2 separate regions of the Siniperca chuatsi genome follow, and region 2 is linked to region 1. Evidence: chromatin contacts called from public Hi-C data. All regions are on one chromosome and are shown on one strand. Each heading gives the region's core, a stretch centred on a gene start, on an enhancer-like site or on the middle of the called end of the contact. The rest is flanking DNA. Distances are from core to core; before and after follow the strand shown. Region 1 holds the start of calm2a (calmodulin 2a (phosphorylase kinase, delta)). Region 2 overlaps ttc7a (tetratricopeptide repeat protein 7A).

Evidence for each region. A called contact is a pair of places that touch in the nucleus more often than the background predicts.
Region 2: a contact with region 1 is called in a Hi-C map of liver, with 4 times the contacts expected there. The contact joins the enhancer-like site here to the promoter of calm2a in region 1. A contact is called at or near these places in 3 of 3 Hi-C or Micro-C datasets (liver, skeletal muscle and an unstated tissue).

What each region holds. Positions count from the first base shown.
Region 1 is chrLG11:6,307,911-6,311,131 of ASM2008510v1, forward strand. It overlaps calm2a (calmodulin 2a (phosphorylase kinase, delta)), which reads left to right and starts at 1,507. Exons shown (of 6, transcript XM_044215507.1): 1 at 1,507-1,634; 2 at 2,669-2,699. The coding sequence starts at 1,632.
Region 2 is chrLG11:6,354,297-6,357,661 of ASM2008510v1, forward strand. The region is part of intron 16 of ttc7a (tetratricopeptide repeat protein 7A); the gene reads right to left. Among protein-coding and RNA genes, the nearest start is that of LOC122884957, 11 kb to the right of the region's middle. Within about 2 kb of position 1,560, the one cell type or tissue checked has an H3K27ac peak away from gene starts, as active enhancers do. A contact at or near this core is called in liver, where this site is marked.

The DNA of each region.
Region 1 (3,221 bases), core at 257-2,756:
CCTCCACATACAGTCGTTTACACATGCTCCAGCTTATCTGGTTCTTGTGACAGGCCTTTGTGCCGTCACCTTTGGCATTACATAATTCACAGTAACAAAAACCCTGTAGCAAAAAAAAAAAAAAAAGAACAAAAAAACAAAAACAAACAAAAAACAGATTTAAATGAAAAGAATCCAATGTGCTCCAGATTAGGTAGGTTTGGGGAAAAGCCTGGCTGATTCTAAAGCTGCTCAGCAGATCACATGGCACAGGCAGCATCACCTCTGTAAACAGTGCAGATGGAGGTGGGAACCACTTTGGATCCTCATTTCTTACATCTACGTGTGAGATATTGAGCTATCCACAATTCCTGCTCTCTACTTTTAGTGTGACATCCGTGTCTAATAATAAGAGAGGCAGTAGAATTGGGAGGAAGGGGGGCTGTTTTGGGACATGGAGATTCTAGTTCATTCTCTGAGTGGTTCTTCAAATCTTTCTCCTCGCAAGTCCCTGTCCACCCTCCTCCACCTCCTCCTCAGCATCTCCCATGGGATCAGGCCAGAGACAGGTGGTCAATGGGAGACAGGAGAGCGGTCAGGCATAAGCAATCAGGCTATCAGATACTCCGATCCACACCAGCAGCACAATTAGACCTGAGAATCCACAGTCATCTGACAGCAATGCCTGCTACAGACCCAGTCACATATCACACAAGTGTGCACACACACTCACACACATGCACAAACTATTACCTATTACAAACTATTACACCCAAACACTTCAGCCCTGACACTGCATCTCATTATGCATAACATTTTAAGTGATGACTTGCACAGCAGACAGGAGAAACTTTACTCAAGACCCACACTGAGCTCTATCACTGCCTGTGATAACCTTTTAACAGCAATTTAAAAACAACATCAAAAAAATAAAAGCATGGATATCAATATGCTAATGAAAACACGATGTAATCAGAAATGAAAAACTGCAGCAATAGGAAATACAGAAACTCATGTTAGCTCAAACGGGGTCAGTAATTCGCCAGTTACAAGTAGCAAACTATGCTCCTGGTAGCTAATTACTTATCAAAACTATCTTATTGGGTCTCCCTAAAAATGATGCCCATATGTATACACACTATGCAACAAGCTTGTCTGCTGTGCCTGTGGCACTGACTGGGATGTCTATGGACAAGACGCAGCGGCAGCGCAGACCATGGGAGTGACGCATTGCAGGTACAAACACACCAATCAGAGAGCGCGATTTCTTTCAGCGCCGTCTTGTGCCCCATCACAGAGTAGCAGAAAGTATTCATACGCGGTTATGTAGATCACCAGCGATACGCAATATAACTTCTAATATCGACGATGAAAACTTCACGGTAGTCGTACATGGGTATTGGAATTGTTTCTTGATTTTCTTGTTTAGCTAATAATTTCTACAAATGTCTTTTTAATTAATTTAGTAACTGAGGGAAAGGGAAGTTGGCGGAGTGATATTGAAAAGAGGTGGAGTTTAGGATAACCGTTAAAGGCGAGTCCAGTTGCCTCTTTCTCAGTATGATCATAGAGATTGTTATTCGCTGAGGCTTTGTGTTGGCTTTGGTTTGTTACGGATTTTGTCGTGAACCAGCCGCTGCATCTACATCCAAATGGTAAGAAAAAGAGGATTATATTTTCTCTCCAGTCTAGAATCGGTTGACAGTCACAGCAGTAGTGATTAATTTTGTTTTTGGTTTTTAAATGTGCGAAATTAATGTCAATAAAACGTAACGTCACCGGTGGCTAAGCTGAAGCCAACCTTAACTGTACGCTGTAACTAACAGCTACCGCAGTGCTGGACGAATAAATGACAGCTTGCTAGTTCCTAGGTAATGCTAGCTTGTTAAACAAAGCTAACCTTAACTAAAGCTGCGTTGGTCTGGATAAAATCAGTAACACCCGTGTGCCTAACGTTAGCGTAGTTAATGTTACACTTGAAACAATGCATCGGGGTTTCTTTCCCCAAAAATATTGCTTTTATGCAAGCCCAACAGCATTCTAACATTAGCTAATGTTTGGTTCGCTAAATTGAGATGGTGGCCGAACATTTGTCCGTTTTGTCAAATACTTGTCCCACTTAGTGATAGGCGCTGATTGAGAAGTAGTGTTATGACTACTTTCCAACAGACGTCTTGCTTGTGACGACTGCTGTATTAGTCAGTCATTCATTGTGCTAAAAGTGTGCAACGCTGCAGTGCGTCTAAGGACTGAAACTGTGAGCCGGCCGGCACATTACGGTAGCTAGCTAACTTCCTAGCTAACATTTACCGCCAAATTGTAAGTCAGTCATTGTCTGTGGGAAAGTTGGCGTCATCGAACATTCAAATGTAGGCAGATCTAACGTTTTAAGGGCACGTGTGGTCTTACATTCTTTCAGGGTTTCTACTTTCTCCCAAGTTCAGTAACAAGATGGTTAGCTAACTAGAACGAAAATGCGTCTGTTTTGAGGAGTTGTAACGTTACAGCTGCTGTCATAGCTATTACAGCCTTCAGAGTAACTGCTAATCACTAACTGTAGAAAGATGTGTTTGCAGCATTTTAAATAAATGGGGCAGCCTTAACTGTGGGGCCAAAGGAAAAGTTAATTTAATTTTGGCTATATTTGCTATTTGACATGCTATTAATTGCTTCATCTTGTGTTTTACAGGCTGATCAGCTTACAGAAGAGCAAATTGCCGGTAAGACATCGCTGCATTGATCTACTACTTTCCTCATATCCTGCAAAGTGGCCTGCGTTATGGATCCTTGCATTCCTTGCAGTGGATTTATACTTTTGCCTTTTAAGGCATTCCACAGGGCAGCCTACTGGTCATAAAACAGGAATGAATGAAATGGCTGTTGCTTGCTGGCTCTGGAGTGCAGAAGGGCTCCCTCATGGAAAACTTTGCATTTTCATGGTTGCCATGTAATAAATGATGTAATCTGGAAGGGCTGTGTATTCTGGTGAGGTGTTGGCAGTCACCTTTTGATATGCTGTGCATGATGTGTCCTTTGCCCTGGGTGTGTTCTCATTAGATGAATGCTTCAAGAACAATTGCAGTAGCAACTTGGGACACTAAGATGATCTAGATGTGGTAATCTAAATCATGCAGGAGGAGTGTCTCTTTAGGTCATTGTTTCCTGTATGTGCTCAGGCACAATTGCTGTAATGTATGCTGTTCATGTCTAAAATTTAGCACCGTTTTAGTGGTTTCCCTGAT
Region 2 (3,365 bases), core at 310-2,809, 46 kb after region 1:
CCTATTTGTATGTGGAGCTCTCATTTCTTATCTGTATATACAGGCTGTTTTTTATTCCCATGGATGCTTGCCTGACGAAAGGCCTTGCAGGTCAAAACATTGCATCAACTTCCAAATTTAACACAACTGGAGTTAGATCTGCACACTATCAACTTTCTTCACTTTAAAAGCCTGCCAAGAAAGGGAGGGATTATTCCCTTTAAGCCACTGGAAGACTCTTAATGTGAAACATTTGTGCAGGAAGTGTTGACTTTCACTGACAGTAGCCTGCCCTTATTCTCATAGCAAGTGAGGCCACTATTTGAGAATTTACACCTGCAGTTAAGTCACATATTTACATCACCTTGAGTCTTCACAAAATGATTTCACTGTATACATCAGAGAAAGTAATATCAAACTGATCAAAGTCATCCAAGGATAGAGTATTTTCTACCTTGTTATTCACCACTCGATCACAGCCAGTGTTTCCCACGGAGCGCCAGAAAAGATAGATTTCATCAAGATTACAGCACTCAAAACTACACATCAGATTACAAAGGCTGTCATTTCCAGCCTCCTGGGAAAGAGCCTGGTGTGTGCAGAGCGTAGTGTTTGAGGACTGATGGCAGCGAGCAGTGTAGCTCAGTGTAAACGCAGTGGCCAGCTAAGAGCGGTGAGTGTCAGCGTAAACGCCATATAAAAATAGCTAATAATGTTCCCTTGAAAAAGTGGTACAGCTACAGTATTACTCATTCTGCACTCCCACAGATCAGAGTGTGTATTCTCTCCAGGCACATGGGCGCATGCAGACACACAAGTGCACATACACATCATACTCAAGTACATATACATATATATATATATATATATATATATATATATATATATGTACACAGTACATGCATAGAGATTAACACAAACCAACCTGTGCAGACATTGCTTGCTTTGTGTAGCAAAGCATAAGCCAGGCATGCATGTGCACGCTAATACACACTCATACAGATGCACACACATGCACAAACACACTTGTTCATGCTGCAACATCCCGTTAGATGAATGCAGAATCAAAGGCTGGGATTAATCATTCTCTTTAGTACAAACTGTGAGACCACGATTACTCTCTCGCTCTCTCCCTCTCCCTCTCTCTCTCACACACACAACCCTCCCCCTCCCTCGCCTCATCTCTCTCAATCTGTAGCAGAATCCCATTTCACATCGAAATGCATGCCTGTTTACTGGGTGATTAAAATTTCAAAGAAAGGGGAGAAATGGAGACGGGAGAGATAAAAAAAGATGAGAGGCAAGGAAAGAAAGAGAGGGTGGGAAAGAAAGAAAGAAAGAAAGAGAGAGAGAGGAAGACATGGAGAAAGAGAGAGAATGACAGAAGCCGGGGGTAGAAGATGTGGGAGAAAGGAGGAATTCAGTGTGCTACAGCGAGCTGACAGTTTGCTGTGGTGCAGAGAGGCAGTGGCTAACAAGAATCACACACATGCATGCACATAAACACACACACACACACACACACACACACACACACACACACACACACACACACACACACACACACACACACACACACACAGTGACACACAAACATGCATGTGCCAGATTACGATCTTGTACACCCATATCCCCCCACCCCAACAACACACAAATACACACACACGACTGTCGCGGCATGCCCAGCACCACGCACGATACGAGCTTTGATCTCTGATGTTCGCTCACAGATTTAAAGCAAATGATATTCAATGAGCTTGTTACTGAGAAAACCCCTCCTTTCACTATCTCTCTCTCTCTCTCTCTCTCTCTCCCATCTATCTCTCAGCCTCGATCTCTCTTCTCTGACTCTGAGGTCTGCAGCTCGGCCTCAGCCTGACAGGTCCCAAGGGTATTGGATTCATTTTCATGTGCATATTGCAGGCTTAGATACTCTTGATAAATTAAATGTTACCATCAAGTACTACTGTCACTTTAGCGGGTTCAATGATACATTGTTTGCAGTGCATACTGATAATCTTGTCCTTTTCTCACTTGGAACATTCTCTGTCTGCATTTAAACAAACATTTATTTACAGGTGTCTTTTGGAGATCATCGCGTAGTTGTTTTATTCCATCCTTCTGTACGGATCTTGGGTATAACGTTAACACTTCTGTTTCAAACTTGCCTCCCTACAGAAAGTTGGATCAAATAATGAGCTTATAAGCTTCTTTGACACGCAGGGTCACACAACACGTTGTAGCGTTTCGGGAGATGTGTGCGTGTTGGGTCCTCTGCAAGCCACTGCAACATGGTTAGATAACACAGAAAAGTAATTCCCACAAACACACCACTCCACATCAAACCAACAGGTCACAACTTGCTAGCTAGCTAACAATGTTGACTATCATGAAGAGCATAAAGATTTTTATCAATACCCAATTTGTCAGTTTTTCACTGTTCTTTAAGTAACTAGCCAGTTGGCAAATATTTGAGGAATGTTTGTGAACTATTTGTTCTTCTCACATCAAGGCAAAGTTGTGGTTCAGGGTTTATAAAAGCTGCATTAATTGCTAATGGCTAATGTGTTTGCATTAACATTTGCCTATTTACACAAACAGCAGACGAGGAGCAACATTAGCATTAGCAGTTGTGCCTCTGGTCACCTGAGTGGTTTAGCCCTGCTTGGGTGTCCACCAACTCCTAAGGGAAATATCTGGCTCTTTTACGACTGAGTTTAGAGTATGCTAGCAATTTATCAGTGGGGAGACGTTTGCTAACATTGATTAAGTTTCCATATTATATACTATATTATATAATGTTTCACAGTTAGTTACTCAATCATTTTGGACAGATTGATAAAGCAGCAGACTACACTGCTACACTCAAACGAGTACTCTTACTCTGAGAGAGAGATTGAAGGATGAAAAATGTTGTTAGCTCACCAGCTGTAGCCGGCTGGGCCCAAACGAATTGGGCCAGGTCAGGCTAGGGCTAACATTTCAGGCCTGTGCAGAACTCTGTCTGTCTCTCTTTAGCTTTCAGTCGGCTCAGTTCAACTATGCTTTAGTGGCATGACAGACTGTGTTGCCAAACCAGTACAATTATTATTAGAAACATAGATCAATAAATCTGAGAGGTAATAATACAGTACACTCAGTAAAAAGTAATTTTAATTCAGCTGTTCCATTCAGTAAACTACCGGTGTATAGATTTGTATCTCTCTCTCTCTCTCTCTCTCTCTCTCTCTCTCTGACTCAATGTCTCTCTTCCGCTCCATAACAACAGTTTGGAAACAACAACTGATGCTGTCTGCTCTACCCATATGACCTCATGGTTACTGGGGCGATGGGGATTCCTGGTGCAGAAAGCGATGTGATTGGCTGTTCCTGGAAAAGAGCTCTTA